Linked DNA regions of Mus musculus: regions 2, 3, 4 and 5 are each linked to region 1. A link is a contact called in public HiChIP or PLAC-seq data. All regions are on one chromosome and are shown on one strand. The core of a region is the stretch at or near the end of the contact, and the rest is flanking DNA. Distances in the headings are between cores, read along the strand shown. Region 1 overlaps Foxk1 (forkhead box K1). Region 2 overlaps Iqce (IQ motif containing E). Region 3 holds the start of Amz1 (archaelysin family metallopeptidase 1). Region 4 overlaps Card11 (caspase recruitment domain family, member 11). Region 5 has its middle 12 kb from the start of Gm38729.

Region 1 (2,686 bases), core at 100-2,599:
GCCTGTAACTTACCGGCAGAACTTGCTGTGCTGCTGGTCTTTGGCACGCCTGAATTTGACCCTCCCCGCCCTCTCCCAGTACTGATGCATGCCAGGTTAAGTGATCTACCATGGGGCTTCATCCCCAGCCCACAGTGCAGACTGGGTAATCCAGCCACCCACCAGATACACTGGGCAGGGAGTCACACACAGGGGAGGAGCTATGCAGCGCTGCACTTGATTGAAGACTTGTAACTTGCTCATTTTCTGCAGTTTTCCACTTGGTATTTTTGGACTGTGCATAACTGAAACCACAAGCAAGTGAAACTAAGGCTGGGAGTGGGTTGGGGTGGGGAGGGGAGGGGCGGGGCTCGGTGGGGTGCTAGACTTCTGATGCAGACTGGGGTGCTCTCCAAACGCAAATCTCCGAGAGCACAGGAGACTGAGCTAGCCCTAGCCCGCAGTAAAGTAGAACTGTACTACAGCTCCATGACTAAGGGGGCCAGTTCTCTGATGCCGACTTCCCTTCATTCACATCACCACTGCTAACCTTTGCTACACGTGTACATGCAGGGGGCGGGCACGGCACTGCACAGCCTGGGTGTGGAAGACGGCAACTTTAGGGACTCAGCTCTCCCCTCCACCATGCGGCTTCGGGACTGAGCTCAGGTCTTCAGGCTCGGGAGGGAGCACCTTCCTTTACTCACTGAGCCATCCCACCAGCCTTTCCATCTTAATTTTGGGACAGGGTCTGTAACAGAAGCGAACCCTGAGTTCCCAGTTTCAGCCAGACAGGCTGGCCTCAGATCTGCAATCTTCCTGCCTCAGCGCCCTGGGTGCAGGGATTCCTGGTAAATGCCTGGTGCTGGGACCCACAGGCTACTTTCATGGCTGCTATGGCAGTCTGCTGAAGTGTAGTCCCACGGAGCCTGCTTTAGCCTCAGTAGCCTCAGCAAATGATTAACCAGCTCCCTGTTTTCCTAAATCACTTGCTCTTCACAGAAAGAAAGGTCAAAACACTGCCGAAGCTGCAGTTTCTTTCAAAGAGCTCATTCATCTGCTGGGCGGAGCCCTGCAGGCAGGGACAGCCCCCCCAAAAAAACCCAACATACACACAACTCAAAACCACAGCGGAACAACCCGCCCTGGGAAATAAGGAGCCACCCAACAAACTGAAGCCAGCCTGGTGGGGGGGGGGTGGGGGGGGGGTGGAGTGAGGCAAAGGTACCGAACCCTGGGATCCGCTCCATGGAGGGAGGAGCCACAGCTGGGAGGTCCCCAAGCCTTCGGTGCCCAGGTCGGCCAATAGGGACCCGCTAGCAAAGCTCACCAAATTAGGCAAGCAGACTGAGCAGGGCGGGGCCCACTGCTGCGGGCTGGGAAGTCAAACCCTTTCCCCAAGCCTGCCCCACCCTGGCTCCCGCTGCCTGGGAGAGGAAGGGCAGGGCGTGTTTGTAAACACGTGGGCTCCACCCCTACACAGAAACTCAAACTGAGAAAGTCTTGGCAGGCGAACCTCCAGCGGCCGGCCGCTGAGCTTTACAAAAGCTCAATGGAATTCCTCAGTGTGGAGATAAACGGATGTCAACAGAGATCTTTTGTTGTGACACTTAAAGGCCCAGGGAGTCCAGAGCAAGTCCCAAGCCACTGTCAACAGCGACTGCGGACAGAGTGACCACGCACCCGTGGGAACTCAGGAGGAGCCAAGGGCCTGCCCCCTCCCAGCAGTACCAGGAATGTGGCAGACACAAAGTCGGGACTCCAAGGGAGCACTGGGGACACCAAAGCACCAACTGCTGGGCGGGGGTTCGGGGAGAGGGGGAGGTCTTTACAGCCACTGTGCCACCTGACCAAAAGCCACTCTACACCCGACCTATGATCACTCAGTGTCTTAGCCAGCTGGCTGCTGTTTTGTTTTTGAGACAGGGTCTCATGTAGCTGGGGTATTACACACGGCTTTTGATCCTCCAGCCTCCACCTGCCCAGAGCTGGGGCTGCCATGGGCCACTGCGTCTGCTGTTATCAGTGCTCAGGATCTTGCAGGCTTTCTTGGCAAGCAGCGCTCCACCAACCAGCCCCACTCCCAGCACGCACCACTTTTTCTTTGTATTGTCAATGAGAAACGTTGAAGCCAGGCATGCTTGTGCCTTTAGCCCCAGCTCTGGGGAGGCAGACGCACACAGGATAATTGAGGCCAGCCTATGTAGTGAATTCCAGAGTTACAAAGTGAGATCCTGTCTCAAAAACAAACAAACAACACAAAAAACTACACTATTCAATCCCACAATCACGTACCCTACCTAGTACTGGATATTGAACCAAGAGCCTTTGTTTGTTTGTTTGTTTGTTTGGAGATGAGGCCTCACTATATAGTCCTGGTGTTTCTATAACAAATAACGTAGCCGGCTGGCCTTGATGTGACCCTCTGGCCTCAGCTCCCAAGTGCTGGGATTTCAGGTGTGTGCCACCATGCCATGCCGGGCTAACCTAGGGCCCCTTTCAGGCCCCTAAAGTGTCTACCCCTGAACTCATCCAGGTCCTCTTCTTATTACAGGATGACAGGGTACCACTTGTTGCCCAGGCTCATTTTGGTCCTACTCAGTAGCCCAGGCTGGCCCTGAACATGCTTTTAGGGCTGCCCCACCTGTTTCTCATGTGAGTGTCGTGTGCTTGCTCAAAGCCACATGATTTCCCATGTAAATAACAG
Region 2 (2,686 bases), core at 69-2,568, 1.8 Mb after region 1:
CTGCTGGTGGTCTCCATAGGTCACTGGAGATGGAACTTCCTGGTCCCATAGAACTGAGATTTGTCTCAAGGAAAACCTAATAAGGTTCTTTCTTGGAGTAGACCAGTGGGGACCCCCAAGAGGTTTGCTTTTGGGGACCATTTAGTTCCTGGCACCCTTCTCTACAAAACACTTGCCTGATAGGACGTTCAGGAAGTGAGCTGGGCTTGCCAGTTAGAGACCAGGAAGAGGGAGGGCCCAGCTTTGTCTACCTGCTCCTGGAAGGTTTAAGCACCCCTAATACTCTGATGGGACCAGGGACAGCTGCCTCCCATTTTTCTCCACCAGGGGGCAAAACACAACGCAGCCATGGCCTGGAGGCTGCCTGCCAAGGTAGTTTCTCAGTGAACTGGTGGTAACTTTACTCACATAGCAGCCGCCTGGAGCCCTCTGTAGATCTGCTTCCTTGTCAGAACTTGGCTGTGTTCCCTGTGATTGCTGCCACCCCTTAAAGCCTCAGACACCACCCACTAAGACACAAGACGGCGGCTACAGGTGGCCCTCATGTGCCTGTACCTTTCCCGGGGCCAGGAGTGTCCATGTGCCACTGCTCTGTCCCCTCCCTTATTTAACTGCAGCCATCTGTGCATTGAGTGTTCCGAGTGAGCAAACAGTCAGGGTGGGGTGTTTTCACCCCCTTCACCTGGGGGGGGGTGCTCCACCTCAGGAAGGGGTTATGCAAGATGGCACTCTAGCTGCAGGGCCAACCTGTGCACCCAGCCTGGCCAGTGGGCAATGAGGTCTGATCAGCCCCCGCACTTGGGTTTTCTAAGAACCTGCCTCTGAAACACAGGAAAGCTGTAGCCTTCCCATCCTTTGGTGTAGCAGCTCATCTATTAAAGGCAAAGCCTGTCTTGAAGCTGCCCCAGTAAATGAGGGTGAAGCCTGAAGCCTCTGCCTTTGGCAGGTGTCCGTCCTGTGTTCTGTGCTCTCCACCCACGCGCCATTGCCAGAGCAGACTGCCCCTGGCTGTCTGCATCAGAGAAAGTGCCCGGGGGAGGGGGGCGTGGTAGCCTATCTGGGGTGCAGGGGCAGTACAGTGAGCTCCCGCTGACTTCTCCAGGAGCCGATGTGGGAACTGGAAGTCCTGCCGGCCTGAACGGCACCTGATCTGTAAGACAAGAGTCCTTGTGCTTGGCTTGGTTGTGTAGGCACAAGTTCTCCAAGCCTGACTGGCCAGCCAGGGCCATTGGCAAAACAAAAACTACTGAGGGGTGAGGTATATGCCAATTGCCAGGGACTGTGGTAGGGTGGGGGGTGGGTCGAGGAAAGAGGAAGAAGAGTAGAGGCTGTGGGTTGGGCCAAGCCCTCTGGGAGTGTGCTGGTCTTGGACGCAGCCAGCTGTGGACTGGCAGTGGGGCCTTAAGAAGCAGCAAACTTCATCCCTGGGGGTGAGTAGGAGTGGAGACCTTTGTAAGGACCTCTGACCTCAGCATTCAGAACCAAAGGAGGCCCAGGTATGTGCAGAGCTGGGTCAGTGACGTCACTGTGCCCTGATTTCCACAGCAACAGCTCCACATCACCTTGTGCTTAAAGAGCAGGAGTGAGCCTTCTGTGTAGGCTGGTAGGTAGCTCATCTCTAAAAGAGCCCGTGCTCGCTTTGTGACCCCGCCCGATGGGTGGCTGTCAGTCTGCTGACCGAGGCCTCACTCACTGCTGTAGCTGACCTGTGCGCAGAGCTGAAAAAGTGAAAGGCTACGCACACCGCTCACGTTTACACACGCGCTTGCCTGAGGCTCTGAGCCTCTCTGGAGAGTGCACAGGAAGCCAGCAGGGACCTCAAAAGCCAGGAACAGACTGGAGCCATCCTCCTTGAAGATGCTGCCCCTATGAAAAAAAAAAGCAAGATCTGGGAAACTCTGCTCCCCTCTGCTCCCCTTGTTTCACCTCCACCCACCAGATGCAGCTGAGGAGGAAGCACAGAGAGGAGGCTGATACAAACCAGGCTTCCCAAAACTAGCAAAACAGACATCAGTGAGCTGCGTGTGGGTGGGAGCAAACCTGCGGAGATCGGAATCAGACTCTGTAGTGAGCTTTTTTTATATGGCGCCGGGGATGGGGCCCAGGTCCTTCTTTTGTTACTCTACCACTGAGCCACACCTCCAACCCCAAAGGTGCAGTCTTAATGCAGTATGACCGCATGGTCATGCCACATTCAGAGGGGCTTGAAGCCACCAAGACCACAGTCCCTGTAGGCCGCCTGATGGGTAACCAGAACTAATTTCCCAGGGCCCTGTGCCTGGCGTTTGTGTAAAACCCCACAGCACATGGGAGCTTTTTGTAGGTCCACTCATTTCAGTTTCAAGGAGCGACTGTGCCTGAATGACCCTGACTGCAGGTGCCGGCTGGATTCTGTCTGATAAATGTCTATTTTTGTCTCCCGAGGAGGGGAGAGAGGACTGTGCCTTCAGTCTCACAGAGACAGAGCCCTCTCTGTGAAGAGACCAATCATTAGAAAAAGAGGGAAGATTGGAGCAGAACAGATGTCTTTAAACCTATAAATACCTTCCCGGGAAAGCACTCTCAACTTTGAGATCTAAATAAAAATTCCAGTATATCCTGGTCAAACTAATTGCAAATTCCTCCTTGGGGAGGGGGAAGCCATACGTTCCTGGGTGGCTCGGAAGCTCTGAGGGCCAGAGACGGC
Region 3 (2,686 bases), core at 105-2,604, 1.7 Mb after region 1:
GAAGACAGGGTTGTCCTGGACAGGCTTGTAAGGAACCAAGGCGCAGCCTGGCAGCAACAGACCCCTGCAGTGGCATCCAGGTAGCCCCCAGTGTGGGAAGACACCTGAGAGGGGGATCTGAGCAAGACCCCCAAATGGAGGTTTGTTCCTCGTGTCCACCACATGCCCAGTGACATCTGTCTCTGTCACCTTGGCAGTCCATGCACCCTAAGGGGGGGGGCAGGATGAGGCACAGGCATTCCCTTCAGGAGAGCATGGGCCTGGGAGCCAGGGAACAGCCCACCCTGGGGCTTCTGGTGGCTCTAGGCACCTGGAGGGTGGGGTCACCAAAGTATCTTCATCCCCCACATAGATAAAAGAGCTGGGGTGGGGGGCTACAAGGATAGAGAACAAGTAGCACATGGAGAGCATGGTACTGTCCTCAGATCCTGGGGACAAGACCCTGGGGACCCAAACTTCTCTTTATATGCTCTCACACTGCAGAAGTTGCATGCCTCCCAGACACTCCTCTACCCTACCCACAGGCTTGCACTCACTTTGAAACATCTGGTCAACCTCCATATATATATATATTTTTTTCTCCCGACTGCCCAGCACAGCTGGCTCCACCTGACCTCTCTCCGTTCAAGCCCAGTCCTCCTGCACAGCAAGATCCTCAGGTGTCCCTTAGTCTCACGAGAAAGCCCCATCTTGTCCCTGGAGCATCAAAGCTTCCTAGCCACCTGGCTCTGTCTGTCCCAGCCGTTTGTCCTCTCACCCCATGTGCCACCTCTGTGGGTGCCTTTTCTGGCACCCCCATTCTAGGAAGATGGCCTTTTAAAATTTGAGTGCAAGCCAACCTTATTCATCCCTACTGGCTGTCTCTCCTCTTTTCCAGTCTTTCTTCATCACTCCCAGACTCCAGGCTGTACCTAGATAACTGCTCTTCTCCCCTTCACCTGCCTGACTCCCAGTAGCTGCCGCCTCCCAGAAGCCCTCCAGTCATGCACTCCTTCTGACGGATAATTACCTGAGCCGTGGCTGTCTTTGGCTAGGAGGTCCACTTCGAGGGTGGGGACAGCAACTGCAGGGCACCTTGGTCTGGTCCTTCACCTAGTGACACCCAGCCTGTAGTGCACACATCCCCATCAGTCCTCTATTTCCCATCACTGTGCGCACCCAGCAGCCATCACACCCAGAGCGCATGCATACGGCCACAGTTCACCCTGTTGACACACATGCACATGTATGCACACACAAGAGCACACACTCCCAGACCACCTCTGACACACATCACACAAACACTTATGTGCCTACCCAAGCCCTCACTTACCGCACACATGCCACACACCGCCAGGCACGCTCGTGTCACTTCAACGGGTGCCGCCAGGAGCTGGGTAGTGTGAGCGGCTGCTGGCCGCCTCTGCCTGCCAGCCTTTGCCAAGCAGTTTCCATGGCGACACATCTTGGCTCTGACAGGAACTGATGTGTGTGGGGAAGAGGGTCCCACAGAGGGGGCGAGATGGGAGGTCTCTGTGTCCTCCGCCTCTGGCACAAACAGGGGAGTGTCCCACGAGTGGCCTAGGCTTACACCTCATGAAGGGGGTTCTAGGCTGCCTGGCACAGGAGCAGACTTAGGTCATTCAGTCATTCAACAAACCTCCTGGCATAATCACTCCGTGCTGATGATGGCTGGGGCTACAGTGTTGTCTATAATGTAGGTTTACGGAGGATGAGGTCTGGGGCTGACTCAGTTTCCCCAAATCCCCTCAGAAGGCCCTGTCCTAGGGAGGTCAGCTAACAGTCTTCTGAGAATCAAGGCCCTCCATCCATCTTCTTTGAGACTTGAGACCAGGAGGGGATGCTGGGTACCCCTTAGACGACCACTCGCTCAGCACCCTGCTCATCTCCTCTCCCTGACTCCACGCATCCTGCACTGTTCCTTGCCTGGCTCCTATCAGAAGTCTTTTCTCACCCTTCTGCCCAGGCCTCTCTCCTGGCTCATTTTGGACAATAAAAGATGACAGATCTATGGTTCTGTCTGTAAAGTGATTTCCACATAGGCATGAGGACTCAAATCCAGACCTCGTAGCACCTACATAAAAGGCAGATGCAGGAGTACGCCCTTATAATTCCAGAGCCGGGGAAGCAGGGGCGGAGAAATCCCTGGGGCTTACAAGCCAGCCAACCTAGCCTGGGAGCTCCAGGTTCAGTTGAGAGCCTGTCTCAAAAGATAGTGTGGAGAAACAGGAGAGAGGCTGAGGGTCCACTGCTCCTCCAGAAGATCTAAATACACGTGGTGCACGCACACACATGGACACTGATTTATAAACTAAAGAGACGAACGGTTACACAGGGAGGAATATTTGCAGAATGAGGTTGGTCAGTGGGAAGCCCGGGGCAAGGTGGGAGGCAAAGTCACTGAACGTCACTGACTCTGGGGACTCTAGGCTGATGATGCTACATTGTAATGTGGATTGAATGGAGTCTAGCTTGTCCCCCTCCACCCCCCAAAGGCTAGGGTGCTGTAAGCTTGGTCCCCATGTGATCCCAGTACAGAGTCCAACAGAGCTCACTGATGGTCAGTCTAACCAACCCGGTGAAAACAGAGTTGAATGAGAAAGACCTTGTCTCAAAAGCCAAGGTGGGGAAGCTCGATCGGTGGTTAAGGGGACCGGCTGCTCTTCCCAACAACGTATCAGGAGGA
Region 4 (2,686 bases), core at 47-2,546, 1.5 Mb after region 1:
AAGTGATTCCCAAACTTCAACCTCAGACCTCCACACACAAGTGCACATGAAAAAAAGAGAGAGCAAAAGAACACAAGAGAGAAAGAAAGAACAAAGGAAGGGAAGAAGGAAGGAAGGAAGGAAGGAAGGAAGGAAGGAAGGAAGGAGAGATAGAGAGAGAGAGAGAGAGAAAGAAAGAAAGAAAGAAAGAAAGAAAGAAAGAAAGAAAGAAAGAAAGGAAGGAAGGAAGGAAGGAAGGAAGGAAGGAAGGAAGGAAGGAAGAAAGAGAGAGAGAGAAAGCCAGCAGGGCTTAGAGGCACATTTGAAATAAACACACAGTACATCCGTGCCATACAAAGTCACAGTGTTGTGTAGAGGGTTTTAGTGTCACCTCCAGGTAGAACCCACCCTGAAGCTCACTGTAAACCATCAGATCTGGCTCACTGGGTAGACACACTGACGTTCCAGACAGAAAGGTAAAAAGACTGAGAGACAGGAAGAGCATGTGCCACAGCCCTGAGCCCAGTCAGGCTGATGGGCAGCTTCGGAGTGGACTGCCAACAGACTTCTTTCGTTATTTAGGGTCTTATCACTGGCACACGCGTGAAAGGCTACTTGCTGTCATTCAGCGTCATGTCAGGAAGTCAGAAGTAGTCCCTACGCATGGGGTCCCAAGTTCACTCACCTCCAGTAAAGTATATGATCTTCTGTTTACTGATTCTCTCTCTCTCTCTCTCTCTCTCTCTCTCTCTCTCTCTCTCTCTCTCTCTCTCTCCCCCTCCCTCCTTTTCTCTGTCTCTTATCGCTATGTAGCTCTGGTTGGCCTTGAACTCACAATGTAGACTAGGCTGGCCTTGAACTCACAGAGATCCACCTGCCTCTGTCTCCCCATGCTGGAATAAAAGGCATGTGCCACCATGCCCAGTGATCTAATATTCCAATAAAGAAAATAAGAAAGGACCTAAACGTTTTCCCAACAATGACATTTAAAGACACTTTTACAGTATACGTAGGTCATTAAAGGGAAGAAGAGGGTGTCTCTGCCTTGAGAAAGAAGGAAAATGGGAGTATCAGTAGCTCAACACCTCTCACTGTGCTCGGATGGGTGGAAAGAGTGAATCAAAGTTTTGTTTTGTTTTGTTTTGTTTTGCTTTGTTTTGAAGTTTCAAGATCACCAGTGGCTTCAAAGCCGGTGAGCAGGTCTCCGGGAAATTACTCAAATTCTGTTCAAGTGTCTCGTGGTCTCGGTAGCTCTCCACAGCTCTCTGCAGGAGGGATGTGTGTAATCTGAGTTAGCTATGGCCTTCCTTGGCTGGCTAGCCCTGTCACCCACACAGCCCCACCCCACCCCCCGCCACCCCATCCCAGCCCCCACGGCCTCCCTTCTCTGTGTTTCCTTTCTTCGTTTCTCTTTCCCTCTCCCACCCCTGCACCTGTTTGTGCTAAATAAAACTGAGTTCTTGTTCCCCTTTCTCTTAAAAGCCCTAGTTGCCGTCTGGCCCACTCCCCAGTGCAACATCCCCCTCTACACACACACTTGAGAGTGTGTACACATGCACACATACAGACATGCACACGCACGCACGCGCACGCACGCGCTGTGTTTTATTCTCCCATCTGACTTAACTTTGCCCTGCCCCCAGCATCCCACTAAAGTCCCTCCCACAATTCCAGGTTCTCCACCTTCCCTTCCTCCAGGGACCCTCAGGTTTGACAAGCTATAGGGCTTTCTCCTGGGCACAAATCCCAGCATTCAATTCCCTTACTCACAGCATCCTCTCTCTCATTCTCTGTGTCTTGAACCAAAAACAGATACTTGTGGCCAGGTTGTCTTGGGGACGGAGTCCACTAGAAATTGTACCTGGTACCTGCTCCCACAAGCTCTGAAAATTGTAGCTGCCTTTATTTTCGTTTATAGAGGTGACATTTATAAAGCCTAAAACCCACCATCTCCTTTTATCCATTTTTGTCTTTCTGTGTGCACATTTATCAGAGAGCAAAAAAAAGGGGAGTATCCGGTCCCCTGGAACGTAGGTTACAGTTGGTTGTGAGCCACTCAATATGGGTACTGGGTCTTCTGCAAAGGTAAGATCCATCCACTCATAACCTCCGAGCCACCTCTTCAGCCTCTCACCTTGTTTGTGTGTGTGTGTGTGTGTGTGTGTGTGTGTGCGTGGGGGGGGGATGTTTAGGAGAGCCTTTCACTGTCCTGCATCAAGCTAGGCTACACACAAACACAATCATGTCCGTGGACTTTACTAACTGAGCCATCTCCCCCAACCCAACATTTACCACTGTTGTTAAACTTGAACATTTTTGTAGCATTTCACACATTGACAAAATGTTGCAGCCATCATTTCTACCTAGTTACAAAATATCCTGAGTGTGTTGGGGGTGGGGTTCACTTATATGTTTGTGATTACGTGTGTATGTGTGTGTGTGTGTGTGTGTGTGTGTGTGTGTGTGTGTGTGTGCACATGTGCGTACATGTGGAGGTCATAAGTCCACCTCAGGTGTCTTCTCCAGTTGCTCTAAACTGTATTGTTTATTCATTCATTCATTCATTTATGAGAGAGGGCGGGGAGTGTAACGCTGTGTATATGGAAGTCAGAGAACAACTTCCTGGAGTTCACTTGATCCTGCTGCTTTCTGAATCCTAGGGACCAAGTTCAAGTTGTCAGACTTGGTGGTAGATGCTTTAGCCCTC
Region 5 (2,686 bases), core at 122-2,621, 1.4 Mb after region 1:
AACCAGTATTTCTAACCTCCCAAGCAGGCACTCCAACACTGAACCACACCCCAGCCCTTCACTGGGGAATTCTAGGCAGGGGCTCTACTGCTGAGCCACACTCAAGCTCCCCTGCCCCTCACTGGGGGATTCTAGGCAGGGGTTCTACCTCTGAGCCACGCCCCCAGCCCCTCTCTGAGTCCCTGGGCAAATGCTCTACTGGTGAGCGTTGTAGTGGAGACTCCAAAGATGAGACAACATGAACTAGCCAGACAACAAAGTGAGTTCAGAGGCAAAAGTAGAAAATCAAGATATTCAACCACATGTCACAGAACAGTGAAGATTCTGGAAGCTCTTCGAAACCAGAGGAGACAAGAAGTAGCATTCAGTTCCCGTTCTGTTTTGGTGATAAGACACTCTGACCAAACCAACTTAAGGCATCAAAGGTTTATTTGGCTTATTCTTCTAGGTCATAGTCCATCACTTAGAGAAGTCAGGGCAGGAACTCCAGCCAATCATGAAGGATACTGCTTGCTGGCTTCCTTGGGCTCATGTTTAACTAGCTTTCGTATATACCCCAAAACCACATACTTAAAAATGGTGCCACTTAGTGTAGGTTGGGCCCTCCTACATCGATTAACAACCAAGACGATTCCCCACAGATCTGTCCTCAGGCCAAATCTGATCTGGGAAATCCATCAGTGGAGATTCAGCTAGTGGTCTCTACTCTTACGCAGTTTAGGGCTCAAAACTAGGGGATGGTGCCGTCCACGGTGGGCTGGGTCTTTTCACATCAATTAACATAATCAAGACAATCTCCCACAGACATATTCAGAGGCCAACCTAATCTGGACAACACTTCATTGAGGCTCCCTCCCCAGGTGACTCTAAGTTGTATTCAGTTGAAAATTAAAGCCAACCACCACATACTGTATGTAACCCAGTAAACCATCTAGTATAGAAGAAAAACGAGTGCTTTGGTAAGCATCAAATGCTGGCATCTACCCTTTCAATGACTGCGGTGTGATTCTCTCTGGAGCAGAGGATTTTGTTCCTGGACTGCCACAAGTTCACACAAAGTGAAGCAAAGTCTCTCAGTGTTCTGAGAGCCAGAAGTCTGAGATAAAAGTATTGTCAGGGTAAATTCCCTGATCCTATGGGGCAGCCGGCTTCATGACACTCTATGAACAGAAAATTCTTGGGACTGGTTCTGAGATGTGCAAATGTGTATGTATGTGTGGCTTCTGCCTCTCACCTGTGTTTCTCTGCATTGGGCTCTTTTAAGCAAGCCCATCATTTTCTCCCCTTTTAGCTGTGACAGGACACCTGATGAGGTGGTGTGAGGAAGGAAGAGTCTGTCTTAGCTTACGGTTCCTCTTGGTTGCAGATGCGTGAAGCTGCTGGTTACATTGCAACCACAACCAGAAAACAAAGAACAGCAGGCTTTCTCCTCTTTATTCAGTCTGGAATGGCAGCCAGAAGTGTGAAGCTGCTCATGGTGAGGGTGTGCCTTCCTTCCACAGTTTTCTCAGTCTAAATTTCCCTAAGTGACCTCCCCAGAGGCCTGTCTCCTGGGTGACTCCAGTTCCTATCAAGCTGATGATCGATGCTGAGCATCACTGGGCATGGTGGTGCACACCTCTAATCTGAGCATCTCTGGGCATGGTGATGCACACCTCTAATCTGAGCATCTCTGGGCATGGTGATGCACACCTCTAATCCCAGCACTCAGGAGGAAGTAGTAAGCAGATCTGTGAGATCAAGACAAACCTGGTCTAGACAGATAGAGATACCCTGACTCAAAACAGCAATTAACCATCATACTTATATTTGGATTTATGGTAGTGGTGTTTTATAAACAAAAACCCCAGTCATTTGATTTTATCAATAAAGATCCAGGAGCCAGACACTGTGGTGAATGCCCGATAGCCCAGAAAGGCAAAGGAAGCACCCGACATCCCAGAAGGAAAAGGCTCCTCCTCCTGCTCCACACTGTCTTAAATATCTTTGCTTTCAAAGACCTTCCTCTCTGCTCACTACGTTCACTCCCCATCAGCATGTTTGCTTGCTCTGCCTCTCGACCTATGGTTGACTTTAGCTCTTAGATTAAAGGTGTGTGCTAGGGCTGAGCCACACCACAACAAGATTTTTTTTTCAGTAACTAATGCAATCTTGTTTTTCATCATGTGATCAAATATCCTGCAACATGGTGGGTCCTACCCTAAATCTAAGATCATGTTATCTCAAGACCTTCACCCTAGTAGCAACTACAAACACCCTATTTTCTGGCGAATTTACTGTAGTAGTTGCTTCTGCGCCACTGTGACAAAATACCTGCTGGAAACAACTTAAAGGGGCCTTTTATTTTACCTCAGGGCTTCTGAGGGATTTCAGCTCATCATGGCAGGCAGGCATGGCGGCAGTGTGTGTGAGAAGGAGCTGCTGTTCATATCACAGTGAACCAGGAAAGACAGAGAACTCTTCAGGACCAAGGGTGATTGTAACTTCCAAAAGTCCAACCCAAACTATATCTGCCACTCAGGGTTACAAGCCTTCAGAACAGCGCCACCTGCTGGGGACCAAGAGGCCAGCGTGAAAGCTGCTGAGCTGGTCAGATTCAAACCCTAACCTTTTCTGAGATTCCGGTGAATATGAACTTGGGAAAGGACTCTATTTGGGTGTCTACAGATTTCTTCACTCCCTTTTT

The links. HiChIP or PLAC-seq counts read pairs in DNA pulled down with a chosen protein or histone mark.
Region 2: a contact with region 1 is called in an H3K27ac HiChIP or PLAC-seq map of large pre-B cells, with 4 times the contacts expected there. The contact joins two enhancer-like sites. A contact is called at or near these places in 1 of 39 promoter capture datasets (hippocampal neurons) and 4 of 115 datasets of contacts at active chromatin or transcription factors (T-cell acute lymphoblastic leukemia, embryonic stem cells, large pre-B cells and 1 more).
Region 3: an H3K27ac HiChIP or PLAC-seq map of bone marrow-derived dendritic cells shows a contact between it and region 1, with 9 times the contacts expected there. The contact joins the promoter of Amz1 here to the enhancer-like site in region 1. A contact is called at or near these places in 11 of 39 promoter capture datasets (the 3T3-L1 cell line, 3T3-L1-derived adipocytes, the C10 cell line and 6 more), 5 of 115 datasets of contacts at active chromatin or transcription factors (bone marrow-derived dendritic cells, embryonic stem cells, epiblast stem cells and 2 more) and 1 of 9 other capture datasets (embryonic stem cells).
Region 4: an H3K27ac HiChIP or PLAC-seq map of large pre-B cells shows a contact between it and region 1, with 8 times the contacts expected there. The contact joins two enhancer-like sites. A contact is called at or near these places in 4 of 39 promoter capture datasets (frontonasal cranial neural crest, hippocampal neurons, pre-B cells and 1 more), 1 of 484 Hi-C or Micro-C datasets (pro-B cells), 1 of 115 datasets of contacts at active chromatin or transcription factors (large pre-B cells) and 1 of 9 other capture datasets (embryonic stem cells).
Region 5: an H3K27ac HiChIP or PLAC-seq map of large pre-B cells shows a contact between it and region 1, with 9 times the contacts expected there. The contact joins two enhancer-like sites. A contact is called at or near these places in 1 of 15 datasets of contacts at CTCF or cohesin (large pre-B cells) and 3 of 115 datasets of contacts at active chromatin or transcription factors (T-cell acute lymphoblastic leukemia, bone marrow-derived dendritic cells and large pre-B cells).

The regions. Positions count from the first base shown.
Region 1 is chr5:142,439,309-142,441,994 of GRCm38.p6, reverse strand. The region is part of intron 2 of Foxk1 (forkhead box K1); the gene reads right to left. Among named protein-coding and RNA genes, the nearest start is that of Ap5z1, 23 kb to the left of the region's middle. Within about 2 kb of position 1,349, at least 384 of the 459 cell types and tissues checked have an H3K27ac peak or open chromatin away from gene starts, as enhancers often do. A contact at or near this core is called in bone marrow-derived dendritic cells, embryonic stem cells, epiblast stem cells and 5 more, where this site is marked.
Region 2 is chr5:140,661,748-140,664,433 of GRCm38.p6, reverse strand. Iqce (IQ motif containing E) reads left to right here. Exons shown (of 23, transcript NM_028833.3): 23 at 1-929. Among named protein-coding and RNA genes, the nearest start is that of Ttyh3, 14 kb to the right of the region's middle. Within about 2 kb of position 1,318, at least 107 of the 459 cell types and tissues checked have an H3K27ac peak or open chromatin away from gene starts, as enhancers often do.
Region 3 is chr5:140,722,795-140,725,480 of GRCm38.p6, reverse strand. Amz1 (archaelysin family metallopeptidase 1) reads right to left here and starts at 1,354. Exons shown (of 8, transcript NM_173405.2): 1 at 1,313-1,354; 2 at 1,010-1,107.
Region 4 is chr5:140,943,366-140,946,051 of GRCm38.p6, reverse strand. All of the region lies in intron 1 of Card11 (caspase recruitment domain family, member 11), which reads left to right. Among named protein-coding and RNA genes, the nearest start is that of Card11, 56 kb to the left of the region's middle. Within about 2 kb of position 1,296, at least 35 of the 459 cell types and tissues checked have an H3K27ac peak or open chromatin away from gene starts, as enhancers often do. A contact at or near this core is called in pro-B cells, where this site is marked.
Region 5 is chr5:141,024,491-141,027,176 of GRCm38.p6, reverse strand. No RefSeq gene overlaps it. Among named protein-coding and RNA genes, the nearest start is that of Gm38729, 12 kb to the right of the region's middle. Within about 2 kb of position 1,371, at least 16 of the 459 cell types and tissues checked have an H3K27ac peak or open chromatin away from gene starts, as enhancers often do.